Regions from separate parts of the Mus musculus genome. Here region 1 is linked to region 2. A link is a contact called in public Micro-C data. All regions are on one chromosome and are shown on one strand. Each heading gives the region's core, a stretch centred on a gene start, on an enhancer-like site or on the middle of the called end of the contact. The rest is flanking DNA. Distances are from core to core; before and after follow the strand shown.

Region 1 (7,366 bases), core at 3,338-5,837, 6.1 Mb after region 2:
CATTTTTAAAATGAGGCTAAAGAAACAGTTACTGTCTCTGGAGTTGTCAACACAGACTCAGCAGGAAACTTGGTAACATTTGCCTTTCTTTTCCTGCTCAAACAAAGGAAGCTCTTATAAAAATGAAGTTTAGTTGACACATATGAATACCCATATCTCTAGTAAATATTTACATTGACCCTCTGGGAGGGCTTGATGCCGCACAGCTGTTGACATAGAGGAAGATACTCCTTCAGACTCAAGGACAAACCAGATTCACTCTGGGGGAGAACTCATCTACCACTCATTGGAGGTAGACTATCAGAGGGGAGTCATGTCCTTCAAGCATCTCCTACAAGCCCAGGTTTAGCTCACCTGTGTGGATGAAGGTGTGTTTCTTCATATCTGACTTCTGGTGGAATCTTTTGCCACAGTACTGACAGGGATAGGGCCGGGTGTCCGAGTGAATGAGCAGATGTGTGGACAGCGTGGATGACCTCTTGAAGCTCTTGCCACAGATCTTACAGTCAAAGCTGCGTTCCTGCAGAGCAGAGAGGAAGAGAGGAGGAAGAAATGTGCCGCTCCTTCAGCAGCCTCCTTGGCGCTTGTGCTCTCTCTCTCTCTCTCTCTCTCTCTCTCTCTCTCTCTCTCTCTCTCTCTCTCTCTCTCCAACATCTACTGATCTCCCAGAGCCAGAAACCCTCTCCTCTCTCCCTCCACCCCATCATTCAACACCTACTGATTAACTACTAAAACACTTTACAGCCACAACCCTCCACACCCCAGGACAAAAGCGTAGCTCCGCCCTGCATTTTTGACACCCATTGACACCCTCCTCAGCAGGACCTCAGCCACTTAGATTGCCCCTCCTCCCCAGTCACTGTGGGGTTTGGACCAGATGGGCTGCTGTCACAGACACTTGTGTAGTATTTTGCTTATCTCCCTCTCTTTAATCCACCATACAGGACCTGCTGTGCTACAGGATTCTCAGGTGCCTAAAGCCTTAGATTTAGGCAAGTTATAAAGCAATGAATGAATGAATGAATGAATGACCAGCATTCGCTACTGGACGCTGCGCATGAACTGAGACCCTCCCTTGCCAGTCAGGAAGGATGAAGGGAACATAAACAGTAAAGTCAGTGCATTAGCAGCAAATGTCAACAAATCTCCAACAGAATTCCACTGCTGGAGACTCACAGCGGTGCGACACTGCAATCTAAGATTGCAGCACACTCCAGGACTTCTGTCACCCAGGTTTCTCTGCACCCCCAAATAGGAGCAAGCAGAGGGGGCACCGGGAGGCAGTGGGAAAATGGCTGGTGCCGATTCGGAGGACAAGCTGAAAGGTCCCCAGTGCAGCGTCAGGCCGCCAGCGCCGATCTTACCTGGGAGTGCACTGCCTTGTGTTGCTCCAGGCTCACCGCGTGCCCGAAGGTCTTGCCGCACATCTCGCACGCAAAGGGTCTTGTGCCGCTGTGGGACCGGCGCACGTGCACCTCCAGCCCGTGCGGTGTGGAGAACACCTGAGGGCGAGTGGGGGGCCAGGGAGAAGGCCGCTGAGGGGGGTCGCGGGGTGCGCATGCTGGAGGGTCACGGACTGGGGACACAGGGCTGATGAGGCCAGGCGCGCGCGAGCCTCACCTTGCTGCATTTGATGCATTTGTAGGAGCCGCCGCCCAGCAGCAGACGGGTGCAAAGCAGCTCCGACTCCACCTTGACGCCCACGCTCTTGTCCGCGTGCAGCTCGTGGCCATGATCTTGGTACAGCCGGCCTGCTGCTGTGCTCGGCCGCTCGTACAGCCCGGCCGCCGCAGGCGCGAAGTCGCCGTAGAGCCCCAGGCCCGCAGCGCTGGTGGCGCCCCCGGCGACCCCGCAGCTCCCTGGCTGTCCCGCACCGGCTCCGCCCGCAGCCTGCTCGGGGCCGTAGCGCGCTGCCGGGCGGCCCGGCTCCGAGCCGCGCTCGCAGAAGAGGCTCAGGCCCGCGCTGCGCTCCAGCGCGCTGCACTGCCGATAGCTCTGCACCAGGTGCCGCAGGTCAGACCCAGCAAGACCGCTCCATGCATAGGGCTTGAAAGGCAGCGTGTAGGGCTGGGCTTCGTCCAGAGAGCGGCACAGTGACTTCTCCGACGCTGTGAAGGCACAGGAGGCCATTGAGTCAAGTTCGAGGCTGCTGGGCGGAGCCCGCAGTGCACCATCACTATTGTCAGGCGCCCTAGCTGATTAGAAAGCCAAGTACCCCCGACACCCGGGGTGAAACTCAGGTAGGCCCGCGGGGCTTCCAGGACCAGTGACAGAGCAGTAAAGTGATACTTAAAATGATACAGGTTGAAGAGGTGGGTAAATTCGTTTTGATGGTTCTCTGGCTGGACCCCACCCACCCCCAGTCCCCAGAACCTGCTAGAAAGATTGAGACAGACAGGAGAACTTAGGTCTAGGGTCCTGACTCCTTTCAAGTACTCCTCTACTCAATTCCTTTCTCTTTGCAATAGATTAGGAAGAACGGAGAAGGCCGATCCACGTTGAGTCCAGGTTATCTAGGAGTATCAGACTAAACAAACTGGAATGTCCCCAAGATTTCTCAAAGCTATGACGCAAGGGGCAGCAGACAAGGGCGCGAAGTATGCCCATCCCTGATAAATTTCTGATGAAAAATTACAGTTAAAAATTACACTACCTTCAGAAGAACTCCTCTCCCTTCACACACGTGAATTTTGCTAAAATTGGATATTGAATGAATGCAAGTAAATGCACACTCCATTCTGGGCGGACCTGTCCCATAGCAGCTTGGTCACACAGCTAGGAAGAACCAACCCTCTGCTTGTGGGGGTGAATGAGCTAATAGTGTGAAAGGGAAATAGCCTGCTCTTAGTAGAATTTGGATTGGTCTCCTTTCTACTTCTGCTGTGACCCGAGATATCCCCCCCCACCTCCACCCCCACCCCACCCCCACCCCACCCCCATCAACTCTAGTCAATTGCTCCCTGGAAATGAGCCCGAGCATGCTGGTGCCCCTGCCTGGGCCCTCTTAGCAGAAGGGGAGAAAATGAAACTTTTGAAGACAGAGCCAGCGAGCTGAGATTTTCAGCAGCAGCCTTGCACTCCAGTGTGGTGCCCAGCTCTGTACCGCTCAGACTGCCCAGGTCTCTTGTTTGAAGTATTCAGGTCTGGGTCCTGGATTCTGGGATCTGACAATTTCTAAACAATGAATTCTGGACATAAAAGAAATGCCAGCCAGAGAAGGACCAGTTCGTTTGACCTCGCCTGTTAGTTCCAGGCAAACGAATTAAGGGCCAGCCTGGAGCTAAGGGACTTAGAAGGAGGCAGAGGACACTTTGGGCAAGGTGTCCAGCACAAAAGCTGGATGCCTCCCCTGAACCCTGTTCCCTTAGGAGCCAGATCCCTAGGCCGACCCTCTGCATCCCTTGTGCGGGCTTCCCTCCGTGCTGCGACTCCAGAACTCTGCCACAAGACCTCGAATCAAGGCTTACCTGGAGACACGGAGGGAGAAGGGGGCCTCCAAAAGTCCTCGAACTCGGAGCAGGGGTCACAAACGCTGCCTTCGCAGCTGTTGGGGGACGCGGAGGCCCTGTCGGGAGCCTCGGTAAGCTGAGAGTCGGGGGACAAACGCTCTCGGGGCTCCATTTTCGACTCGCCTGCACTCACAGCGCCGCCCTCTGCGGAAAAGATTCAGGAGAGAAATAAACCTAAACCTGGCCGAACTGAAGTGGTTCCACCGTGGCGCCCGTGTCCTCCTCTGTCCACTCTGACCCAACCGGGAGCCCTCCCTCCCGAATTCAAGAGCCGACTGCGAGCGCCAGGGGCATCTCTGGCAAGCTCAGCAAATCTGAGCACCGGGAAACAAAAACAAAAACAAAAAAGCACCCGAGGGGCGTTAGGATAGCCTCCCCCGATTCCTAGGAAACGAGGTGGCTTGGAGCAGAGTCGGTGTCCTCGGCAGCTGCCCTACCCGGCCTCTGCGCGCTTCGCACCTGCTCTGCCCGGCGCAGGCACGGTCTCCAGGCGCAGGGAGTAGTCCGGCCCCGGAGAACGCGGCTGGTGATAGCTGTGCGCCTTCTTGCTCTTGACCAGGAATGAGCGCGGCATGGTGGTCAGCCGCTGGACGAATGTTTGGACCCTCGGATACTCTGAGTTCTGAGAGAAGGGGGAAAATTGGGTGGAAACGAGGGTCAGCACCGATGGCGGTTGTGGTAGGTTCCCAGGCCAAGGAAGAGTGTGGGCCAGGGAGGAGAGAGGGAAGCCGCGGGAGGAGGGGCCTGGACCCAGGCGCCACGCTCACCAGGTGGCACTCGGACAGGTGGCACGAATCCCGGCCTCCGCCGCCACTGCAACAGCTCAGTGGTAAAACCTGTCCCCAGGCTCTGGCTCTGGTCCCTTTGCTCTGCCCTGCCCACGCCTCAGCCCCTCCCCTTCCCTACCAAAGCTAGATCATCACTCTCCTGAGAGCAGTAGTCCACAACTGGTCCGTTATCCCAAGTCAACCCTGCAAGCCCACCTGCTCCCTTCTGGGTTGTGGCTCACGCCAGGGATGCGTGGCTTAGTTTAGCCAGTCAGGGGGCATCAGTGTTTGGGACCCGGAAGGGGCTTGGAGCCAAAACCTCCAGGAGCCCCGCGACGAACAGAAGCGAAAGAGGGGCGTACTAGGGACTGGTTTGCCTAGGGACTATGTGCTGCAGTGGCTGGAGCAGAAGTCAGGAAGCCAGAGGCACAGGAAAGTGAGGTGGGAGTGGCAAAGGACCAACACTTGTCCCAGGAGAAACGCCCACTGGAATAGTGGTGTGGCACCGGCCAGGACGGCGACCACTGAGAAACATTCCAGACCTGTAGGCCTTGCTTCAGAAACTAAGTCCCAGAAAGAATTATTTTCTGATCTGCTCACCAAAAATCTTGTCCTAGGGAAGTTGAGTTTAAACTGCGTGCTTACTGGCAAACACGCGGTGCCCAAATTTAATGAGTGCCAACGACTTCGCGGGCCAGCAAGATGAAACCGGAGCGCGCACGAGTGAGCAGTGGCCAGAAGGCCTGGCCAGGAGGCCAGGGTCCCTGAGCATGACCGAGAGCTGGCGTCGCTCTCTTTAACCCCCAATCAGTTCACCTAATCTCGGGTCGAAACCTGAGCCCTGCAGGAGGCGGGGCTGAGACTGCGTCCCAGCTCCTGGCCCGCTCCGGGGGCGACCCTAGGGAGGCCTAGGGTGAAACGAATCCGCCTGCCTCCAAGGTCCAAGGCAATAGAGGCTGAACGGCGGCGGCGGGCTCAAAGACTGGGGCACAGGCCGGCGCACGCCCCGGGTCTTTGGGCTTCGTGCAGTTCAGACTGAGGAACCCGAGCCTCTTCGCCACCCCCCCCCAGGAGCGCGTACAGAACACACCCTGTTGTACCCACTTAAAAGGAGCCCAAGGACTCCTGCTTCAGATTCCCAGTCATAATGTATAGTCACACGCCTTGGTCGGGTTTGGCTCCCAGAACCCAGGCTCCGGCGCTTTAATTTTCCCGCACTCCCTGTCTGTACAGCCAGACGCTCCAACCAGAGGACAATTCTTAAAGCAAGCATGAAGAGCAAGAAAACAGGGCAAGAGTTCTGGAGGCCTCGATGAGGTTCGGTCCTGCGATAGCCAAGAACGGGACCCGTGGGAAGCAGGGCTGTCTGGTCCCGCGCTGGGTCTGCGCGTCAGCACCACGCGGGACAGGGTAGACACAGAGGTGGCGTCCTCGCCCAGGCCACAAACCTACGCTTCGGAGGGCTTTGCTGGGTTCCGGGTAGGAGGGGTAAGGGGATGGCAAGGAGGCCCAGCGCGTGGGAAGGCAACCTCGTGCTGCAGCTGGCGTCCAGGGGGCGGGGCGGCACGCTCCTGGCACAGCGGCCCGCCAGGCTTCCCCTGGTCATCTGAGGCTGGAAATTCGGGAGCTGAAGGCAAGGCGCTCAGAAGGAGGCCTCCAGAAGCCCGCTGCCGCCACATGCCCACCAGATGTTTTCTTCCTGCGTGGATCCCACTCTGCTATCTAACCGCTAAACTGTGTGCCCCTCTATTCCAGATCTTTCGCTCCACCGCTTGGGTGGCTCCAGAACCCAGCAGCCGATGCTCTGCAGCAGGTGGGGACCCGCCTGCGCCCTCGGGACGTCCCCACAGTGTCAATGTACTCCTACCAGTCCTCGAGGCCACCCCCGCCTGAGCGGGAGGCACAGCAGTTCAGCAAACCTACCTTCGGGGTCAGGGCGCGGGCACCGAGCTCTGAGAGTGTGCAAACTGAATCTTGCTTTCGGGAGAGACTGATCTGTCTCTCTGACTTTTTTTTTTTTTTTTTTTTTAATCTCCTTCGGAGCTCAGCCCCCAAAACCACAAACTTCACTTCCTGAGCGTTAGAGGCGCTCACTAGCCTTCTCAACCCCAGCCCCATCCCCCAGTGGGACAGCGGGCCACGAGCCTCCTTTGCGCAAGGGGTCAGGAGGTGACAGGAAGGGGGTATCCTTGCCAACTCCTTGGGCACCCCTGAGCAGCCCCCAATTTGTTTGTCTGTGGGATCGCGGGGCTATCTATAGAGTCCCCGGGATGTCTGAGAAATCAGCACTAGAAATGACTAGAAAGAAAATCGAAGTATTCTTGGCTCCTGGAGACTTCCGCAGCGAGAAGTCACAGATTCAGGACACAGATTGACAGGAGCTGCGGGCGCTGGTAGCAGGCAGCTCGCACGGCTCCCGTGGGCACCCCAATCCTGTCGACTGTTTGGGCAGCATCGCCCCGATCGCGGCCGTGAATCACCGGACCCCGGTGCCACCGGCCTGGAGTCCGGCCACTGGCCACCGCGTCCGCAGAAAGAAACCTGCGCCTCGGGCCCCGAAATAACTTGTTGTGGAAACACTTGAGGATAAATACGCCCAACGAAGCTGAAAATACCTTGACACCCAATCCCAGAGGTTTGCTCATTTCCCTTCGGATTTAGGTAACGGTTAAATTTGGAAGAGGTGGGCGAGCGTCGAGCCCAGCGAACAAGGGCCGGGCTGGTGGCGCGTCCCGCGGGCGCCGGCGGCATCGGTGGGCGCGTCCTCCCCACCCGGCCCCCGCCTCGCGCTCGCTTCCGGTGGTCGGAGCTGGGAAATTAAAGGCGACTTCGGAGCTGCGGCTCAGCTGAGTCTTGCTTGGTCCAGGTTGGGGTGGGGTGGGAGGCGTGGCGCCTGGGGCTGCAGCAGGGTACTAGGCCATGTGGACTTTTGGAGTCATTGCAAAATGAAGGCTTCAGAATAATGCCCACCGTGGTCTTGCCCTCAATGGAGGCGTGGGATTAACACTATTGATGGCAGGGCGGGGAGAGGAGCTCAAACCTCACTCTTCTGCAAATAAAAAATCCAACCACTATTGTGCTGTGTGTCTG
Region 2 (6,684 bases), core at 987-3,486:
ACTCTTAAAGTTTGAGGCCCTTACGGGCTGGAGAAGAGACCAGAGGAGACACAGGTCTGGCAATCCCTACAATCAAGGATACAATAGTGTCTCTCAGACATTTCAATAGCTCTGAGGAATCGCCTTCCCACATAGAGCCTGACATAGTTTCCCGTTAGTCAAGTTACTGCCGCTAAATCTCAGGCAAGGAGGTCCAGAGAACCTGGACTGACTTCAGGGACTTGGTCGTCAGCAAAGAACAGAGTTGAGCCGGGCCCTGGGCGCCACCTGGGGGGAGGGGGGAAGGAGCCTTCTATCTAGGAGCTGTGACCCACTAGCCAGAATTGTCTGTCCAGACCTTGGGACAGCTGAATTGACCCAGAGCGTTTGGAGGCTACATTTTACTGGTCTGTGTCCTGCACATGTATATTTCTCATCATGTCCTCTCTTGAGTTAGTCTGTTGAGTGTCAATGCCCCTTCAGTGACCAGGGCCCTGGGATTCAGGAGTAGGGAAGACCCGGGTCCATCAATGACAACAGCCTAGTTCTGGGAACCGCTGGCACAGGTCATTCTGGACAAGTGCACTGGGAGTGGGCGAGGGAGCTGGGAGAAAAGGTGAGCTGGAGACAACCAGGGAGGGTGTGTGCAAGCAAAAGTCTGCTTTTCTCGAGGAGGTAGATAGCCAGCTGCCTTGCCTACCCTCGCGGGTTTGCCGAAAACAAGGGTCAGACTACTGAAGGAACGGGCGAGCATGGCAGGAAGGAGCCAGAAAGGAAGGGGTGCGGAGGCCTTTTCCCGCTTTCCATCCATCTGACCCAGAGCTGGCCAGGTTCAAGAACAGCCCAGACAGAAGCTCGCTTGCTGCGCTGTGTTCTGTCCAGACGCATTCTCGTTGGTGGAGCCCAGGCCTGCATGAGCCTCGGCGAGCCCAGGAAAGCGCGAGTCCCTCGCTCGCCTGCAGGGGCCCAGCCAACGGCGTGCTGTCCCGGAACTTCCAAACTAGTGTGGCGGCCAGGAGACTGACCGCCCGCAGGGGCACTGTGTGCTTCACGACCCGAGAGCAGACTTAGAAGGCAGGGACCCACCCTCCCCTCCCATAGTACTCACGGGGGGTACAGGCAAGGCGCGCGTCCCTCCACGGCGGACTCTGCATCACTCCGGGCCAGAAGATGGGCGTCCGACCGGGCAGCTCGGCCAGGGGCTTGGGGTACCGGCCCACGGCGGCCACAGCCGCGGCGCTGGGGCTAAAGTAGAGCCCGGGCGGCGGTGGCGGAGGGCTCAGGCTGCTGAAGCGGGGCAGGCCGGCCAGCAGCCCAGCGGGCGACGAGGCGGCAGCGGCGGCAGCAGCAGCGGCGGCGGCGGCCGCCGCAGAGGCCGAGGTGGCGGAGGCGGACGAGGAGGAGGAGGAGGAAGACCCGGAGGGCGAGGCGGAGGGCAGGGCGGCCCCCGAGGCCACCGGCATAGAGGGCCGGCTCAGGATGTCGTTGATGCCGTGTGGGGTGGCCGCCGAAAGCTGCTGCGGGGGACTGCCCAGGGACGAGAGGCCCCCCGCGGCCGGGGGCTTCAAGCCGCCCGGGTTATGTGAGCCCAAAGGTGGGGAGGGCGACGAGGACGAGGAGGACGAGGACGAGGAGGAGGGGGGCCCGGTGGGCAGCGGGGGATAAGCGGCGGGGTAGAGCGGGGTCTTCATCTCGGCCATACTGTGCAGGGCGGCCAGGGGCGGGCTGCTGAGCAGGAACGCGCTCTGCCGAGGGCCCTCCATCGCCCCCACAGCTAACATCCCACAGCCAGACCCGAACCCGCAGCCACGCAGGTCGGTGGCCCCGCCGGGGCTCGGGAGAACCCGAGGTGCCGGGGGCGCGCGCAAGCGAAGTGTGGATCGGCCGCGGGCTCCGGGAGCTGCGCAGCAAAAATGTCCAAACGCCCCGCGGGAGGCGGCAGGGGCGAGGGCTGCGGGGGCGCGGGCGGGCTCAGCGCTTCCTCGGCTTCGGGAGTCCCGGATTCGATCCCAGGCGCTGGTCCCTCGTTCCCGGCTCAGAGCGCTCTGCTTCTCATCTTCTCCACCCCCGCGGGAAATCAGCAAGACGTACCCCGCAGCCGACCCAGAGAGTTTGCAACAAGGTTGGGAGGCGCGGAGCGTTCGCTTTGATGTAGGAGGGCGGGGGCCGGCTCGCTCGCCTGGGGGAGCTTCAAAGCGGGCGGCGTTCCGCCCGGTGCGCGCCTCTGATCTCGCTCGGACGCTCCGCTCTCCCGGCGGCCGCGCTGCTGAGTCGCACTCACCGCTCGCCCGGGGGACAGAGCACAAACGGCCGGCGCGGGTATCGCGCCCGCCACTGCCTCGGGCCCGGCGTTACTGCGCCAGAAAGGGCAGTCAGTGACACCGCTCCGGCGGCTGGGGACTTGGTGCGCCCACGAGCCTACTTCCCCTCCGAGCCACGCGGCGCCGGACTAGCCGGATCGAAAAGGATAAAAGAAAATAAACCTAAGTATGGAAAAAGTCTGACGGGCCGGTTCCGATCGTCCGTCCTCTTCTGCAAGCCGGCCGGGAGACCCCCCCCCGTCCCACCCCCTGGCGCCCTCTCTTCCTCTCACTCTCCGCCTTTCTCTTGCCTCTCTGGCATTTCTCCTTGGCTTTCCAGGCTTGGCTCTTCCAAGCCCTGTCCTCTGGCCAAACTGACCCTCTCGGCGGCTCTTCCCTTCTCTCCTCTCTCCCTCTGGGCCTGACAGTTCGGATGAAGCTCTCAAAGGTAATAAAATATTTGCACCCCTCCCTGCCTCTCTTTAGCTGGGGGACGCAAGGGAGGGGAGGTGGGGGGCCAAAATGAGAACTTTCGAGGACGTCATTCCGGGGCGGCTCGGCGGGGCGGGACTGAGGAGCGGGGCCCGGGTCCTGGGCGTAAACACCGCCTCCAATAGCGCTCAGCTTGGGCAAGGCGTCGCTCCTAGAACACGCCCACCTGGGAGCGCCACACCTTTTGATTGGCTGAGACTAGGGAGCCATAAGGACGCGCCCTCCTAGTCCCCGCCCCAGCTTCACTTGGGCGGAGCCAAGAGGGGAGGGGCCTGGCGAAAAGAGTGGTTCCAGTCTAGAGCCAGCGGCCGGCTCAACTAATCGTGCAAAATAAAATGGAAAGGAGAAGGAGGGAGCAGGGACGAAGAGGGCATTACTTTTTAAAGAGAGGAATAATGAAAATCCAGCCCTTCTATGGAAAAGCAGTTTAAGTGCGGCTCTTCCGCCCACGCCAGCTCGCGTCATCCTCCCCCAGCTCGCGCGCGGCGCCCACCTCCAACGGTGTCTGGACCCTTGCGAAAAGGGAGCTAATGGAGCAGGCAGGAGGCATATCCCAGGCCGACTTCCTTCTTTTGAAGGGATTAATTAAAGGCCCTCTGGGCTCTTCCAGAATCGTGTAAATTGATTTGTTGTTCCTTAAGCCCGTAGATGTTTTTAAACCCCTCGCAGGCCTAAGGGTCACCCTTCACCATCTTTCCGTCTCCTGCTCTTTTCTGTTCTTTCTCCGTTCTTGTCTTCGCTCTCCCACTCCCTAGATCATTATCACTTATGAGGGGGCTCAGTACTCTGGGGATGAAATCAGCTTAATGAGAATATTTATCTCCTGCGTGGTGTCTAAACCTAACAGAAATGAGATAATTATTTTTTTAAAATCCTCCCTCTATTATTATTAGTTGGATTTATGAGGCAGGATCACTAAAATTCACAGGACAACTTTAGATAGAGGAATACCTCGGGGGAAGACAGGTAACTGTTGGAAAGTCTGGTCAAGCTCTCAACTCGGGTAGTTGAGTAAACTAGAGACGACCGACTTCTAGGCTGACATTGGGAGCGATGGTCAAAAGGGCTTTGCTCCCTCTGGCCGATCTTTAAGGTCTGCTCAGGGTTGACCAAAACCAAGGAAAAAACCTCTTTGGTCGATCTTGAGAAATCGGGCAGTTGATACACCAGTGGGGGGGGGGGGGGCGGGAAGTGTCACAGCAGAGATTTGCATCATATTATTGAGTCCAAATTTAAGGTTCAGAAAACAGAAATAGGCGATAAATGACCCAGGAATTAAAACTGAGCAGCGCCAGGGAGTTTGACTCTGAATGTCAAGCAGGAGGCCTTAAACTGGTCGGTCCCCTTACTTCTCCAAAGCTTGAGTGTTGTCAACTTGAGGTTGAGTTTGACGTGTGAGAGTAAAGCCTAGGGGTTAATCATCGCCTGCTCCTTTCATTCGCTCAGAGTCGGGGGTGGGGAAGATGATATTTGTCTTCCTCTGGCTTTCCCATCTTTATTAACTTCAAGACTTGGTTATTGCCATCATTCCGTAGAGTTTAGATCTGACCCTGGAAAAGGTGGGGCTCTGCACGGGTGGGAGATATGCTAAGCGGCCTGCCAGTCTCTAGGCTCCGGGGAGAGCTAAAGTGGGTGCTGTCTGCGCTTCCACGCCAGCCCTCTGCTACCTAAACCCGAGAAGAGCAGCCAGCCAATTTCGTGAAGCGGACAGTGGCGGGCAAGCCCCGGCTCTGTTTCTGCCGCTGGAATTTCAATGCCTCTGGCTTCCTCACAAACTACTCTCACTCGGACCCAGCATTTCCTCCGTGGCACACGATCAGCCAGAGCTCGAATTTTGGGCCTCCTGCGATCTGCTCATGTCCACCGGGAAAGGGACTAGGTAGGAACCGAGAAAACCGAACCTAAGTGTATTGGAAGTTCTTTCCTCAAAAGTAGCTATCTTTGTAGTTACTGTAATGGGGAATGGGTTGGTAAATTGATCGGTTTTTTTTTCTATTGAGAATTTAGTATCTGGTATTGGGGAGGGGGTGTCAAAAAAGAAAATAGACCGGAGAGAGACAGACAGAGACACAGCGAAAGACAGAGAAGGACACACAGGGACAGAGAGACAGAGAAAGACAGAGAGATAGACAAAGAGAAAGACAGAGACACAGAGAAAGACAGAGAAAGTGGGGAAGGGGGAGGAGAGAGAGAGAGAGAGAGAGAGAGTCAACTCCAACTTAACTGTGCTCCGTAGTTACAAAGCTGGTTTTGAAATGAAGACATCTCATCCGTTGAGTCTCTGTCATTCATAATTCATAATTTAAATAGTATGATTCCCAATTCTAACAATAAAAAATGATGGGGACTGTGTACCTCGATCCTTAAGGGGTGTCTAAATTCTTCAGCGGCAGCGGCAATGGCAGCTTGTTTTCCGACTCATCCCACCCGCCTCTGAAGAAAGGCGGGTGCCTCTAGCCAGGTGCTGTCCGGGATCTGCCCCCAGGATCCCAGGAGTGTGAGCTGCTGGGCTCAGTCGGGAAGAGGTCACCCTGCCCTCCACTCTTCGGCCCGGGGTTCCAGGCGAGCTGCAGTGGGTGTGGCAGGGCCTGCCTGCCTTGTGGGCCCAGGGTTTGCTGCTTTCAAACCCTCTTGGGGCTCCTGATTGTTTTTCCTTGGGGACCTCCTAACTCTTGCGCACACTTCCTAATAAAGCCGGGGCCCTTCCAAACAAGGAGCAGAGGAAGAAACCGACCGGCTCATCTCAACACCACGCTTCTATATGTATACAGCTATATATTGGAGAGGGCAAGGCTCTACTTGAAAGCGATTGATTTGCATTTTAATTAAAAATAAATGAAAGCTGTTGGGCAAATCGGAGGTTGCAGGAGGGGGTCACAGGGAGAGGTGTGGAAGGTGGATCCACCTCTTGGATTTTGAGCCTATGGGGGAGCGGTGAGCGGGTGCTCAGGTTCCCTTGCAGCCTGCTCCCGGAATCTGCAGCTTGAGGGATCCACTAGGCTCCGTACTCTCCCTTGACCTTTGAAGCAGCGCGCAGCGCTCCACGCGCAATAGATACTTCTGCTTTAAGAGAAAGGAACTGTCATTAAATCCAGGGTGACACAGGATGAATGCGAATGAAACCTTAGCTAACTGTATTTAGGCTCGCAAAGATGCCAACGGTTCTGCTCCGAATATATTAGTGTGGAGGTGCTCAAGGGTGCTGTAGAAAGGCCATTGCTACAAAAAAGGAGGGAGGGGATTATGTGTGTTTACAGCAAACCAAACAACAATAAAGCCCCCACACACTAAACAACAAAAAGTCTCTTCTGAACTTGCTTTGTCGAACCCTCTAGAAGATTTTAACCACTTCATTTCGCCGAGCATTGGGACCTATTCGGGCTGAATAAAAGAAAGATTAGTTTTAAGTCAGTGTTAACAAAGTGAGTCGAGCTAGTTGCTACACAGAAATACAAGGAAGACCCAAGAAGGTCCCCCAAGATGGCCTAGCCTGGTCTCCGGAGCAGACAGGGGGAGAAAAAAATCACGCGTGGATCTCTTTGCTGCGGCTAAGTGTTGTGATGTGAGAACCGGACCTGAACCGAAGTTCTGCCAAAGGTGAAGAAGACGATTAGGAAAAGAACTAGACTGGGGTCAACTCATGCTCCACAGGGCAACAAAGGCCCTTGGGGACTTTCCATTCCGTGCTCGCCTGTGAGGAACTGCCAGCAGATGCACGGTGGGTTCTTCTACCAAAAAAAAAAAAAAACCCAGACCCCTCTCCAGAATTTGCCTCAGCCTCCCTGGGGACAACTCCCCCCACCCCCCAAGCCCAGCAAAACAGCAACAGCAGGCGTAACCAGAACTGGGGTGCCTCACGGAGGATTTCAGAAGACCCCAGAAGGTTGGGAAAGGGCAAACACAAAATGTCTAG

The links. Hi-C and Micro-C count contacts between places; a contact is called where the count stands out from the background.
Region 1: a Micro-C map of embryonic stem cells shows a contact between it and region 2, with 20 times the contacts expected there. The contact joins the promoter of Gfi1 here to the promoter of Nkx6-1 in region 2. A contact is called at or near these places in 4 of 484 Hi-C or Micro-C datasets (cerebellum and embryonic stem cells).

Annotation. Positions count from the first base shown.
Region 1 is chr5:107,719,756-107,727,121 of GRCm38.p6, forward strand. It overlaps Gfi1 (growth factor independent 1 transcription repressor), which reads right to left and starts at 4,588. Exons shown (of 6, transcript NM_010278.2): 1 at 3,969-4,588; 2 at 3,468-3,653; 3 at 1,621-2,108; 4 at 1,365-1,502; 5 at 355-520. The coding sequence starts at 4,083. RefSeq lists promoters at 4,219-4,607, 6,004-7,366, 6,175-6,409.
Region 2 is chr5:101,662,475-101,669,158 of GRCm38.p6, forward strand. It overlaps Nkx6-1 (NK6 homeobox 1), which reads right to left and starts at 2,237. Exons shown (of 3, transcript NM_144955.2): 1 at 1,088-2,237. The coding sequence starts at 1,760.